2 separate regions of the Zea mays genome follow, and region 2 is linked to region 1. A link is a contact called in public Hi-C data. All regions are on one chromosome and are shown on one strand. The core of a region is the stretch at or near the end of the contact, and the rest is flanking DNA. Distances in the headings are between cores, read along the strand shown.

Region 1 (7,045 bases), core at 1,286-3,785:
GTTGACCTGACATTTGCAATTGCATTTGTTAGATTTGACGACATTAATTTTTTGTGATATTCTATAATAAATAATATCAAGGGTATTGATCTGATATACGGGGAACATACGACCACAACGCCAAGACACGCACAGTGGGTCAATGGCGCAACAGCACAAGAAGAGAAAGATGTTTAGAAATGGGAAGCATGACATGCCGCCCTGCCACGCCGGGTGTCGTTCGCCGTCGTTCTAAGACTGTGCCCAGGCTTGTGTTCCAAGCTGGCTCCGCCACTGCTCTTGTATGACCATCTTGTAGCACACTATTTCAGCAATGCAACAGGAGTTCGCTATGAAGAATCTGGTCAGCTTCACCATTTCTTTGGCATTGCAGTTGAGCACTGCCCCGAACATTGTTCCTTCAATAGCGATAGTATACTCTATACATACTTGAGCGTGCTGGCATTATGGACTGTAAGCTTTGTGCTACTCCAGTGGATGCTTAGGCGAATGTTTTCTCAGGCACCAGTGCTTCAGTTAGTAACCCCATTGTCTATCGAAGCCTTAGCCCTTCAGTACATCACCTTCACCATTGCGGGGGGATGGGGGCTTCAATACTTCACCTTCATCAGGTCGGATATCTCCTGTGTTGTTCAGTTGGCATGCCTCCACATGCATGATTCTTGGGAGCTGCATCTTACTGCTGTGAAACGGTATACCTTCGAGGCACTCTTGACTATGACCTTCTTCTCCGGCGGTCCTCGCCGACCGAGCTCGTCCTCCACCGATGCTGACTGGACCGGTTGGCTGGACACACGTAAGTCCACTTGTGGCTACGTTGTATTCCTTAGGGGTAAACTCATCTCCTGGTCATTGAAGCGGCAGCCTATGGTCTCCCGCTTGAGCGTCGAGGCTGAATATTGTGAGTGGCGAATAGTGTGGATGAGGTGTTCTAGCTCCGCTAGCTCCTACAAGAACTTCACAGCCCCCTCACCAGGAGTATCCTTGTTTGTTGCGATAATGTCAGTGCAGTTTACCTCTCCATGAACCCTGTCCAACACCTGCGCACGAAGCATGTCGATTGTCGAGATTGATCTCTTCATTTGTGAGTGTGTCACCATCAGGGATGTTCGAGTCCTCCATGACTTTGCACTTTGTCGATTTCACTCAGTCTCAACATCTATCATGACTAGAGTTTCAACTGCGGGGGGTGTTAAACTGTTATGTGACTTGGGCCTAGAGCCTGGCCTAAGTGGTCTATTAGGGTTAGGCTATGTAACCTATCTTCAGTGCAATACATCACAATCTCTCCAAATTACGTCCTGGAATGCAATGAAATCATTTGTCTTTCTTAATGTTCTTATGATAGATACGTGGAGATGAGTTTTTGTTGGTTAAAAATGTTCAGAGTGAATCATATTTCCGCATATTCTATGTCTGTTTCCTCCAACTATGCTGCCAGGCCTTTTAAGATTGGGATCGTTCTTTTTTACATCTATGCTTACTTTAACTTACAGGAACATGCTTTCTTATGTATTTCCTTTCACCTTGATGACGATGGCCCTTTCCATGCTTGCTGTCAAAGGACTGAAAGAACAAGGCCGGTTAGGTAGATCTTTTGGTAAAGTGACGATTAGGGATCAATCACCTTCAAACACAATTCAGAAGATCCTAGCCCTTAAAGAGGCAATGGCCTCAGTGGAAAATTATCTCCAGAATCTGAATGTCTCCCTGCTGAAGATCCGCACGATCCTTCTAGCTGGCCAACCTGAGGTAAGATAAAATGATTGTGTTGGTGCGTATACGTGCACTATCTTAAAGATTGACTTTGTGTATACGTGCACGAAGGTAATCTTGTGCATAGGATACGTTCTTTTATTAATAAGCTGTCGGTTAATGGATACCTCGATATACCCCCCCTAAGTATTTGTTGGTCTTTTGACAGGTGACAACACAGGTCGCGTTTGTTCTCCTAGCATCCTCAGCCGTCCTTCTTGTGTTTCCTTTCAAATATGTTCTTGCATTCTTTACATGTGATCTTTTCACAAGGGAGCTAGAATTCCGGAGGGAAACGGTGAGAGCCTTCATGAACTTCGTGAAGGAACGGTGGGAATCAATACATGCTGCCCCTGTGGTCGTGTTGCCATATGAAGGCGCTGAAAGCAGCCCCAAGACACTCCCGGCAGAAGTTTCGGGGCAAGCAGAACCCCAGAATGTCCAACGTGGGAGCGGTTATGTCTCCTCAAAGAATGGCATCAGCAGTTGATCCGTGCAGCTTTGAGGGCATCTTGCTGTAAACTTGTGTACAGTTAAACTTGTATAGATTACTCGAGAGGGCAGATTAGGTATAGATCGTACCAATTGGTGGATTTTGCAGAGTAATGTTCCATTTACGTCGTAGTGAAGATAACTAGCGTAGACGAGAACTTAGGAGAGAATTTTGGGTCCAATTCGCTGTCTTGGATCGTTGGTCTGGCAGTTAGGGATGTCAAGTAAGAATTTTGGGTCCAATTCACGGTCTTGGATCGTTGGTCTGACAGTTAGGAATGTCAAGTTGACAGATGCATGTATTCATAATCCGTTTGGAACGCTGCAGGATCGGGGAATATATATCAGCGGATGTGCCTAGACAGACAAGTGATCTGGGACGTGGTTTCAGTTCAGGCTGCAGAGAAAGCTAATGAGATATCCTGCACCTAGAAACCTGCTTAAGTGCGTTGATGGCATCCTGTCCGTGTACAGCGAACGGCCGTTGATTCCCAAAGGACAGCAGCAAACACATTCGGGGTCTCGCATATGACCGCTCAGCATGGCACTAGGAGGACTGATTGGCACGGCACGGTAAGAACATGGCACGACAAATGTGCCTCTTAGCCGTGTCATGCCAGTACCGGCCCTAAGCATTACATATGTAAACCCTAAAATATAATTTTAAGAAGTTTAGGTAGCTCTTTTGTTCTTTGACAATTAATATTAGAGTTTATATTAGTATGTGTTTTATTATTGAGACATGTTCCCTTAAATAAATACTAAATAGAATTTAATATCATGCTGGAGTTATTTTTTGTGCATTTATTTTATAGTTTAAAAACTCAACTCAGATTTGAAAGCATTGAAATTAAATTCAAAATCTAGAACCAGAAATAGGAAATAAAATAGAAAGGGGGGAGAGAGAGAATGGTGCATGGGCCGATTCCCACGTGTCCCACCTTGCCCTTCAGCTGACCTAATACCATGCGGGTCCAGTTTCTCCGAGCAATTTCCTCTGCTTGGAACCTGGGAATTACTCGTCAGGGTGATTTCCGTCGTCGTCGGCCGCTTCGCATCATGGCTAGGAACCTCTACGACACGATCACCCGTAAAACCACCCCATGGTGTTCATCATTCCATATATCGTGAGTAGCGGCGATTGGGGAAGAGAGAGATGTCGGGGCACCGGATTGGAGTTGCTCTGGCGGTGTCGCTACCGCAGGTGAAGGCGCCGCCGCTACTGGCCATCGGAGGAGGGTGAAGGCATGTTGATCGTCGATCCATGATCATACGGTCCAAATAGAAAGAGAAGATATTGGTTCAATAGTTTAAATCCGCACTGTCTGCTCGGTCACGAGTGGATGAGATGAGAGCAATGGTGTGGACGACTTTTGGGTCGTAGATCCCAGGATCGACGATCCTAAGTGCGTACCGGTTCAGATTAATATGGATCTAATCTCGAGCGTCTAAATTTGATCGGATTGCTATGATGGACCCGTACCCCTTCGCTGACCGTTGTTTGCTAAAGAGCCCCCGAAGAGTATGAAATTAACCCGTCGTCCGTCGTCCATTTATATTGAAAGAGAATTAAATCTAGGTCTTGTTTTTAACAGAGTCCACTCTGGTCTTTTATGAAATATGAGCTATCGTTTGAGGGTTTTATAAATTACATAAACAAATCTGAAATCGGATTTTTAAGCAAAAAATAATTCTAAAGATTAGAAATCCATGTCTATCGTGTTTTAACTTTGATTTTAGTGGTTCTCGAATCCACGATCTAGTAGCGACGCGTAGAATATTATATGCAGTTTGTTTCCATGTTTGTTGTAATGTTATTTATATCCATTATTTGCTTATTTGTATGTATTACTATGAGTAGAAGCGAGGTGACGAAGAATATGAAGCCCAAATATGGGGAAGCACCTGAATAGTTGGATATCACAAGTAAAAGGTAAGTTGTGTCCTTCGTCACATTATTTGACCTAATAATATTTATGATTCTGCTAATCACTGTGACATTGTTATGTTAAATTGATTGGACCTAATAGGTTTCCTAGTTTTGTTTACTCTACACCTTGCATACTAATGAAATATTGGGTAGTCTTACTATTGCTCTACCTTGTTTTGTCATTAATATTATATCTGAATCATAACCATGTTTTATTGTAAATGGATTATTTACTGTTCATGATAAGATCATTTTGTTATTCGAAACATGGAGCGACCACCCGAGACAACAGTGCTACCACAAGGGTAGAATGGGACGCCCTTGGTCAATTAATTAGGAAAGCCAGTGAGGAATTACCTTACCCGAAAAGGGCAAGCGGGGAGGCGTCGCTGCAGAGCATAATGCTGGTTGTAATTACTGCGATGGGGTTACAAACCGTGGAAAAGGACTATGCTTCATTCTTCCTAAAACCGTAACAGGTTTTCTCAAGCTAGTGGAATTGTGTAAGGCCTCACAATAGATCCCTAGCTATTCACCTTGAAACTGTCTAAGGGTCTAGCTAACCTAGACTGAGAGGGAAACACGTCTTGTGGGTAAAGATGTGCAACCTCTCCATAGTGTAAAACAGGTATATCAGTCGTGCTCACGGTCATGAGCGGCTCTGACCCTCACATGAGTAATTTATGGAATTAAACTTAACATGACATGCATTTGCATTGTGGGATTTCTATATTGATTAAGTATTTAATTGTGGTGATATTTGCTTATACTTATTAATTACTAATAAAATACTGACCAACTTAATTAAAAACAATACTCACCCTTAACCATTTTTATTGGTAAGCCTTACAATACATGAGCCCCAACTGTAAGTGAGTCCATACACACTTTTTCCCACACTTGCTGAGTGATGACCGTATGTGAGCTCACCCTTGCTATAATCTCACCAGGTCAAGAACAGGTACCGTCGGAGGAAGACTACTACGATGAGTTCGATGAAATCTAGGTGTCATCTCCCAGTCAACTATAATGTCGTGGAGATAGTTATCTTAGCTCAATTTTATTATTATCAGTTATTTTGTAAGACATTCTTGTTATGTAATAAAGACTATAATATTCGTCACTATACGCAGAGTCATTGTATGTGTGGAGCTTTATTTGGCGCACATATGAGATGCACTCGGACTTGTCCTTAATTTTGGGTGTGACAACATAAATCCAATCCACACACTCAATTAACACAATAAAAGACACAATTTAAAAATTGAAATAAAGTAAATAATGAGCTGTTTAGTGCAGGTAAAAACTAACCCTTGTGAAAAACCCCTAGATAGAAAAAAGGAGTACAACCCACCTTAGATAGTTTTCATAGCCAATTACATCACATTTCGTAGGTGTCAGTATCTCATAGCAAGCCCTATTAAGCTATTACAACACAAGTCTAAAATGATTAAGCGTATCTTGAGGTGGCTTAGATTATGGTTGAGATGACCGAGATGACTGAGGAGTCTCCACTGGGTCTTGATAAAGTTCATAGAAGGCTTCTTTAAGTCCCTTGCTCTCGACAGTGTGCTGACTCCTTGTGTTCCCCTCATTCTATTTATTACACATGTCAACATCTCAACCATGTTCGAGTTCAGAAAACGTCGACGCTCCTCAATGATCCTGACAATAAGACTAAATGCACCTTCTAATGAAATTATAGCATCAGACATAGTTAGAACATCCTTAGCCAACATAGAAAGAGCAGGATGCGTAAGTTTATGATCTTGCCGCTAAGTTATTAGATTAAAATCATCATCATACTTCTAGACAGTGTCACTATCCATGTATGCTGATCAGAACTAGTCCCAAGAGCAAGAGATGCACAATGGCTTGCTGCTTGCAGCAAATCACTTACAGAAACAATTATGTCTTGAGAAGTATAGGGGATGGGGTTGGAAAAAGAACGTGTGCCACCGATTGGGGCTTAAAAGGTATCATCATCATCACCATAAATCATACCCCAATTGGTCCTTTTATTATCGGCTCTTGTTGGATAATCTTTTTTACCATTCTTAGACCAAATGTCAAATTTAAAAGAACCTAAGAGACATTGGTTTTAAACGTGTCAACAAGCTTAGCACGTGCATCGCATCCGTGTAGTACTTTTTAATACCTCTAGTTTAATTTGTCTAGAGATAACAGAAGTCTAGGGTTGTGTTATCGCCGTATTTTAGCAGGGCCTGAGATGGGTCACGACACAGGATGGGCCGCGAAGAGCGGCCCAGAGGAGCGGAAGGACATGCCTCGCGCAGGGACATTCCAAGATAAGCATCCACAAATTGTGTGATGATAGGTTAGCTTAAGAATAGGAGGATAGAGTCTGACTGTTACACTAGGGTTAGAGAGAGTCCCGGAGACTATAAATATGTATTTATAGACACTTATGAAAGAGATCGTAATTTCTCCAGTAATTGCGACTGTAAGCTTTGGCGCATCGCCACCCCTATTCTCAAGGTTCTCTACGGGTAAGTGCCACGCCGCCCTAATCGTATCCTACAATCAGGGTGGTGTTGTTCTAACTCATTCAATTTTAGTGTTTTCTTGTACTGAAGCGTTTTTATGGCGAGATGCACTAGTTATTGTAGAATCTAGAACTACGCATCGTCGGAGTTGTTACGTATGCATGTTGCCTGTCGATTACGATCACTATACCACCCCTTTTCGCAAGGTTCTCGAGCGCGATGGCGGTGCCCCATTTTGATTCTACTTGGTAGATCCAGTGTGTCATGGTTAGTCTTTGGTCTATCAAAGATCTATTCAATATCCATACGACTAGGCCTTGCATGGTGGATGGACGTTCTAGTAACGTGTCGGACAGCTGGC
Region 2 (7,045 bases), core at 3,127-5,626, 140 kb after region 1:
ATTGGTGTCAGGAGGACGTGGCACCAGGTCCTAGGTGTGGTTGGCCAGCAGGGCCGCGTACTCCTCCATAGCCCGACGCCAGTGTGGGTCAGCGAGGGTGGTGCGTACGGAGGAGGGGACCAGGGAGGCGTCCGGTGGAGTAGTGGCCGTATCGGCGACCAGAATAAGCCGGTCGACATTCCGAAGGACACCGGTGGCGTGTCGGGTCACCATCGGGTGAACGTGTTTGGGGTCGCGGTGAATGGGACCGGGTGGTATACCGACGACTCAGAGCGGACCATCGGGGGTCCTTCGGAATCAGCAGTGATAGACGACGACAGAGTCGGTGAATCGGGTCGCGCCCGTCGAGCGGCCTAGGTTCGTGGGCGCCGAGGGAGGGGCGCTCCCGCGACGGTGGTAGACGAGGGCGGGATCGGTGAAGCGAGTCACACTCGTCGACGGGGCCGAGGTCGACGGGGCCGCGCGTGGTGCAGGCGCGGTCGCCGGGGCCACACGTGGCACGGGTAGAAGTGCGGGCGGAGGTGTCGGAGCTGCGCGTGGCGCGGGCAACGGTGCGAGGCGAGCGCCTGGTGTAGTGGGGTAATCGGGTCGGACTCAAGGAGGGAGTCGAGATCGATGGGTGGGGAGTACCCAACAAGAGGAAATACATCTTGGTCGAAGACGACGTGACAAGAGATGATGATGCGGTGGGAGACGAGGTCAAGACAACGATACCCCTTGTGGTCAGGGGAGTAGCCAAGAAAGAGGCAGCGGGTGGAGCGGGGAGACAACTTATGAGGAGCAGTAGCGGAATTGTTGGGATAGCAGGCACATCCGAACACGTGGAGGTTGTAGGAGGGGCTATGTCGTACAGGGCGAAGTGGGGAGTGGGGTGGCTCACCGCCTTCGATGGGAGGTGGTTGAGGTGGGTGGCGGTGTGCAGGGCCTCTGCCCAGTAGCTGGCAGGGATAGACGTCTGGAAGAGAAGGCAATAAATCATATTGGAGATGGTGCGAATCATGCACTCGGCGTGACCGTTCTGGGCAGAGGTGTAGGGTCACGAGAGACGCAACTGAGCGCCACTGGTGAGAAAGAACGATCGTGAGGCGTGGTTGTTGAACTCGCGGCCATTATCGCACTGCATGGTGCGGATCGGGCGACAGAACTGGGTGGAGACCCAGGCGAAGAAGTGTGTGAGAGTGGTGAATGTGTCGGACTTCAACCGAAGAGGAAAAGTTCAGAGAAAATGGGAAAAGTCATCCAAAATCACCAAGTAGTATTTATTTCCAGAAAAACTGAGTACAGGGGAGGTCCAGAGATCACAACGAACCATGCTAAAAGCCTGCTCAGGCCGAGGAGGTAGTAAATGGGAGACGAGCCTTCAGGTGGCTGTAGCGGGGGCTGAGGCCACGCATGAGGTTCAACACCAAGGTACGGTCCGCCATTGGCTTGCCGAGGTCTTGGAGGGAGTCCGCCAGGCCTTTCATCTGGCGACAGTACTCCCCAATGGAGAGGTCCCCCTGAGAGAACTGGTGGAACTGGGCGTCGAGGTGTAGGGCCTGAGCGTCCCGGTTCCTGAGGAACTATTCCTCGAGAGCGAGCCACACCCGACGGCCCGTGTCCGACTGGTCGAGGATGATTTCCTGGAGCTTGACGGTGATGGTGCCGTGGAGACGCGAGAGCAGCACGCTGTCCATTAGGGACCAGGACGGAGACGGCAGGGCGACGATGTTGTCGAGGACGTGGTCGGCGAGAGTATAACACCGAAGAGTGAGGAGGATCTGCCCTCGCCAACGAGGGTAGTGGGAGGACGCTGGGTCCAGCACGAGGGACCGGTTGTTGTGGAGCCTGGCAGCCTGTGTGTGGAGGGCGGCGATGTGGTCGGCGTCGAGTCGAGAGGTGAGGGGGGCCTCGGGAGTGGGCGGAGGGGTCTCATGGGCGATCAGAGGAGACTCTGTGCGGTGGCCATCTGGGCAGTCAGAGCGGCACTCATGGCGCGCTCTTGCTCCAGGACGAGTGTTGCGGCGCGCTCGCGGTCGCGGGAAGCAGCAACAGCCGCCTGGATGGTGGCGATGGTCGTGACGAGCGCCGAGGAAGCAGGCGAGGAGGTAGTGACGCCGGGCCACGTAGGGGCCGCAAGGGCGGGGAAGCTCGGAGGGGAACCGTGGTGCGGCTGGGCAACGATGGTCGCGTCGGGGAGGGGCCCGAGGTCGGTGATGTATGGGGCCCCTCCAACAGCGAGCTCGCTGTGGGAGTCGAAGCCGGCGTCGACGCTCTGGGGGGCGAGGCCGGCAACAGCGAGGGCGACGGTGAGAGCAGTGGTGTCCGCTGCCCGTGAGGGGACCAAGCTAGCGACGACACAAGTGGTGGCCACGCCGTGGCGGGTTGGGCTACTGCTGCGGCGACCGTGCTGAGGGCGGCGCACGCCTGTTGGGCAGTGGCAGCCGCGGCGACACTGGTACTGGACAGGGAGGTGTCAGTGGTGGAGGGAGAAGGTGGAGTAGCCGCCATGGAGTAGGGGTGCGGTCGAGCCGGGTGGTTGCGCGGCTGGAGCAGGCGGCCGGGCGCGGCGAGACCGAGGCGCGGCCGGAGAAGGGGAGGACGGGGCCGACGGCGCCCGGCGAGGGGAGGGCGGGCCGGCAGCCACCGGCGCGCAGCGGGGAGGGTGGAGGGGAAGGGCAGCGGCGATCGGACCAGGGAGGGAGGGAGAGAGGGTGGCGGCTGGGAGGGGAAAGAAAATTTGGCTCTATACCATGTGGGAAACCCTAACCCTGGATTAGGGTTGGATATTGTATCAATATACCAGGTTAACTGGGTCAGGCCCATTACAAGGGGTGCAAGGGTAAATACACTGGGAAAACCCATAAACCCTAACCAAACCCTAGACGGTATCTAACATTCAGTAGTGCCTTTATTATTATCTGTCCACAGGAATTCAACATATGCTTTACCACTGTCGAGCGTTCTTCTGATGGCAGTGTACCTAATTTGCCAGCATCAAAAGTTACTGGTGTTTTACCTGAGGTAATTGCTTATGGATGTGACATTGAGATTTAGAGCTGTCAATAGTTTTTGGTGATCAAGATTTTGTATGGACATGTATTTTCCTCTTGTGTTTACAATCGTGGTTCACAAATCAGTTGCTGAGGAGTTTGGTGGAGAGGAGAAGGATGGTTAAATCATGGTTGAAGACTGCTTCTGGTCTTAAAAAGCAGCAGTTCGATATTCAGCAACAAGCATTGAAACTTACTGCAAATAGGTCAGAATTTCTATAACAAAGATAAGTATGTCTGCTAGTATTCCACCAGTATGAGTAATAAGTTTCTGACTCAGTCTTTAATGCTCGTGCTCCAGCATGTATGGTTGCTTGGGCTTTTCCAACTCCAGGTTTTATGCAAAGCCACTTGCTGAGCTGATTACACTCCAAGTGAGAACAAGTTTCACTCACAGAATTTTATTAGCAAACCTGTACTTTGTTGTGTTGTGGTTAATATGATTCATCTTTCAGGGTAGAGAGATATTGCAAAACACTGTAGATCTGGTTCAGAACAATTTAAATTTGGAGGTATGTAGAATCCCTATGTCTATGGGTTTCTCTGTAGTAATAAAGCATTCAGAATAATTGAAATTGCTTCAAAGGGACATGGCGAGAACAATTTGGTAGATGCTAGAGATTAGAAGTTAATACTGTATTACATCTTAAGTTCATTGCAGTGGAGATTAAACTGAAGGGGGTGAATATGCCTCCTGAAAATTCAGTCCATTGAAGATTCAACACCTTTTTTTTATTAATTAGCTGCTTGTATTGATATTTGTTTTCCTTGTACTGGACAGGTTATCTATGGTGATACAGATTCTATCATGATACATACTGGACTTGATGACATCTCCAGGGCAAAAGCAATTGCAGGAAAGGTTATTCAGGAGGTAAGACTCAGGATGTAACATCTTAATGCGCAAGGTGCAGATGTTCATTTTAATGCTTCAGAAAGAATACCATTTAATACAGTAAGTTTATTTTGTTTGACAACGGTAATCCCAAATTTAATTACCAATGGAACAAAATTAGCCACTGTTCAAGTTGAAACAGCCACCTGCCAGACACTCAGGGCTAGTTTGGGAGTCTAAAAACCGGAGGGGGTTAGAGGGGCTAAAATCCCCTTCTTATTCAAAATCCCCTTTGGTTTTGTGGCTCCCAAACTAGCCCTCATATTTCTAATCACCCAGGGATCAGACAATATGAGCTATCCTTACCCCACAAAAAACGCTAGTAGTTTCCCCAGAGGAGGCAAGCCATAAAACCTTAAGGCTTCTGATATGGCCCTTGGCCTATACCACAGTACACAGACTGGATCTTGCTTAAACTTAATATTACTGCCATCTCCTGGAATCATCAGTTGCTGCCCACCCCTTTCAGGCTCCTTCGCCTGGCCATGGAAATACAAGGCCGTCCTCTTCTGACTTCCCGCCCTACTTTCCATCTAAGTTCATTTTTGGCCGTCAAACTATCTCTTGACAATTTGATTTTTGCAACCAAACTACCTTTTGAGTTTGATTTTGACCATCTAAATATCAAAACCGGACGACCTTGGCCCTTGACTGGTTTCAGAGGTGGTTTTGACTATATATATTATAAAAATAACAAAAATATGGTTAGATCTCTAAAAATCATATCCAATTCACTTTAAATAAAAATGTTCAATGTCCAAAAATAGACTTCATTTATAAGATGTGCAAACTGAAGAAAGATGGTCTTACCAAGAATGCTTCAATTCAGGTGAACAAAAAGTACCGTTGTCTGGAGATTGATCTTGATGGCATATACAAGAGAATGTTACTTCTTAAAAAGAAGAAATATGCTGCTATTAAAGTAGCACTGGATGGCAGCTTACGAGAGGTTTGTGCTTATTATGAATTTATGCATCATCTTGTGAAAGTAGAACAGTTGTTTAACATGTTTGATGCAGAACATTGAACGCAAGGGGCTCGATATGGTCAGACGTGATTGGAGTTTGCTGTCAAAAGACATTGGAGATTTTTGTCTTAAACAAATTCTGTCTGGAGGGTGAGCATTTACATTTCTATTGTAATTTCGCTCATGTTTTTTTTCTAGTCTGACCTTTGTGAAAACTGCCTCTACAGGACATGTGATGATGTTGTTGAGTCAATACATAGTTCACTTGTCCAGGTTAGGAGTCGGCCACCTTTTCTTAATATTAATATCAATACTCAAGAAACATTGGTTTCACAACATACTGTTGCTCTGCAATGAATCCTTGGCTTAAAACATATTATTTGTTATATATTTCTAATACTGTATACTATAATATACTGAATGAGGCTATGTTCAGGTGCAAGAGCAAATGAGAAGTGGTCAAATAGAACTCGAAAAATATGTTATCACAAAGAGCTTAACAAAAGCACCAGAAGATTATCCAGATGCTAAAAATCAGCCTCATGTTCAGGCAAGAGTTGCATACCCTTGTTTTGTTTACTCCTGATTTCTTTGGCAAGGCAGAAAACTGATGAGCTAATAAATGTGTAAATGGGTTCCTCAGGTTGCTTTGAGACTCAAGCAAAATGGTTACTCTGGTTGCTCAGCTGGTGACACAGTACCTTATATAATTTGCTCTCAGCAGGTATTAATAAATGTTGTCTTTTATGTTTTGCATGCTTACTAAACCATCAATTGCTAATCCACATCGCAATTTTTTAGATTGTCAACCTGTTATATGACACTGATTGGTACTCCTGTTTCACAATCTGTACAAGCCTTCTAGGCACCAAGTTCATCATGTATACAGACCCAGGAAGCACCTCATCAAAATTATAAAAAGAGACCAACACATCCCTAATGATATTCACATTTTACACCACTCACAAGTCACAATCTTGATTTTCTTGCTGAACCAACATTTTGAAACATTTCTTCATAGAGAAAATTCTTCATAAGATAAGAATATGGATAAACGCGGTGTCTTCAATAGAAAGAACCTTTTGTTTACCTGCAGTGTAATTTCAGGAAAAATAAAATATATAATCTTTTGCCTGGAAAATATCTCTATTTAGCTATGTTTGAAGCTTGATTTATCTGACCTTAAACTGTATTTGCCCGTACCGTACAGGACTCAGATAATGCACATTCTGTGGGAATAGCTCAGAGAGCTAGACATCCCGAGGAGTTAAAAAGAGACCCTGACAAGTGGATGATTGACATTGACTATTATTTATCACAACAGGTTCTTCCCCATTGCAATACATTATCCCTTTTCGGAAGATACAGTTGTCTTTCCATATGCTATAATATGTGCAGTCTTTCTGATTCTAAATGCCTTTGCAGATTCATCCTGTCGTTTCTCGTCTGTGTGCTTCCATTCAGGGCACTAGTCCAGCTCGTCTGGCTGAATGTCTGGGCCTTGATTCGGCTAAGGTGCATATTTTCTATTGAGTCTTGAATATCTTAAATGATTGGCATCATTTCTTTCAATATAGTGTTTGCTGATTCTTATTACCTGGATCAGTTCCAACCAAGATTGACTGAGTCGAGCAACCAAGATACATCTATGATGCTGTTATCTGTAATCGATGACGAAGATGAGAGGTAAACCTCTAACATATCAATTTCAATTAATGTAGCAGTATTATGTTCAAAAAATTAATGTTGCAATATTTCAGTAAATTCAAATATTATTGTTTTAATGACAGATATCGTGGTTGTGAACCACTGCGTTTGTCATGCCCAAGCTGTTCTGGTACCTTCGACTGCCCCCCTGTATCTAGTCTGATTACTAGTGCTAGTGCTACAAGTGTATCAGATCCAATTGAAGGAAAGGATGCTACTGCTAATTTCTGGCGCCATATGCGGTGCCCAAGATGCCTAGATAATACTGTTGAGTCCAAATTTTCCCCTTCTATGCTCGCCAACCAGGTGAAAATCAATTTAATATGCATGGCCTAGAATTTAAGTTGATTGAAACTGAACTTTATGTTGTCCTCCATGTGTAGATGAAAAGACAGGCTGATAATTTCATTAGTCTATATTATAAAGGTTTGCAGATGGTAAGTG

The links. Hi-C and Micro-C count contacts between places; a contact is called where the count stands out from the background.
Region 2: a Hi-C map of root tip shows a contact between it and region 1, with 2.8 times the contacts expected there. The contact joins two enhancer-like sites. A contact is called at or near these places in 10 of 25 Hi-C or Micro-C datasets (bundle sheath, ear, endosperm and 4 more) and 1 of 3 datasets of contacts at active chromatin or transcription factors (leaf).

The regions. Positions count from the first base shown.
Region 1 is chr3:180,151,161-180,158,205 of Zm-B73-REFERENCE-NAM-5.0, forward strand. It overlaps LOC100384641, which reads left to right. Exons shown (of 11, transcript NM_001362417.1): 10 at 1,497-1,752; 11 at 1,925-2,573. The coding sequence ends at 2,245. Among protein-coding and RNA genes, the nearest start is that of LOC100384641, 27 kb to the left of the region's middle. Within about 2 kb of position 2,536, at least 3 of the 20 cell types and tissues checked have an H3K27ac peak or open chromatin away from gene starts, as enhancers often do. A contact at or near this core is called in root tip, where this site is marked.
Region 2 is chr3:180,289,400-180,296,444 of Zm-B73-REFERENCE-NAM-5.0, forward strand. It overlaps LOC100194009, which reads left to right. Exons shown (of 31, transcript NM_001359369.1): 14 at 2,911-3,003; 15 at 3,120-3,238; 16 at 3,334-3,406; 17 at 3,488-3,544; 18 at 3,814-3,906; 19 at 4,757-4,876; 20 at 4,947-5,044; 21 at 5,122-5,167; 22 at 5,331-5,444; 23 at 5,538-5,618; 24 at 6,105-6,218; 25 at 6,320-6,409; 26 at 6,501-6,580; 27 at 6,685-6,907; 1 more. Among protein-coding and RNA genes, the nearest start is that of LOC103650958, 7.4 kb to the right of the region's middle. Within about 2 kb of position 4,377, at least 2 of the 20 cell types and tissues checked have an H3K27ac peak or open chromatin away from gene starts, as enhancers often do. A contact at or near this core is called in root tip, where this site is marked.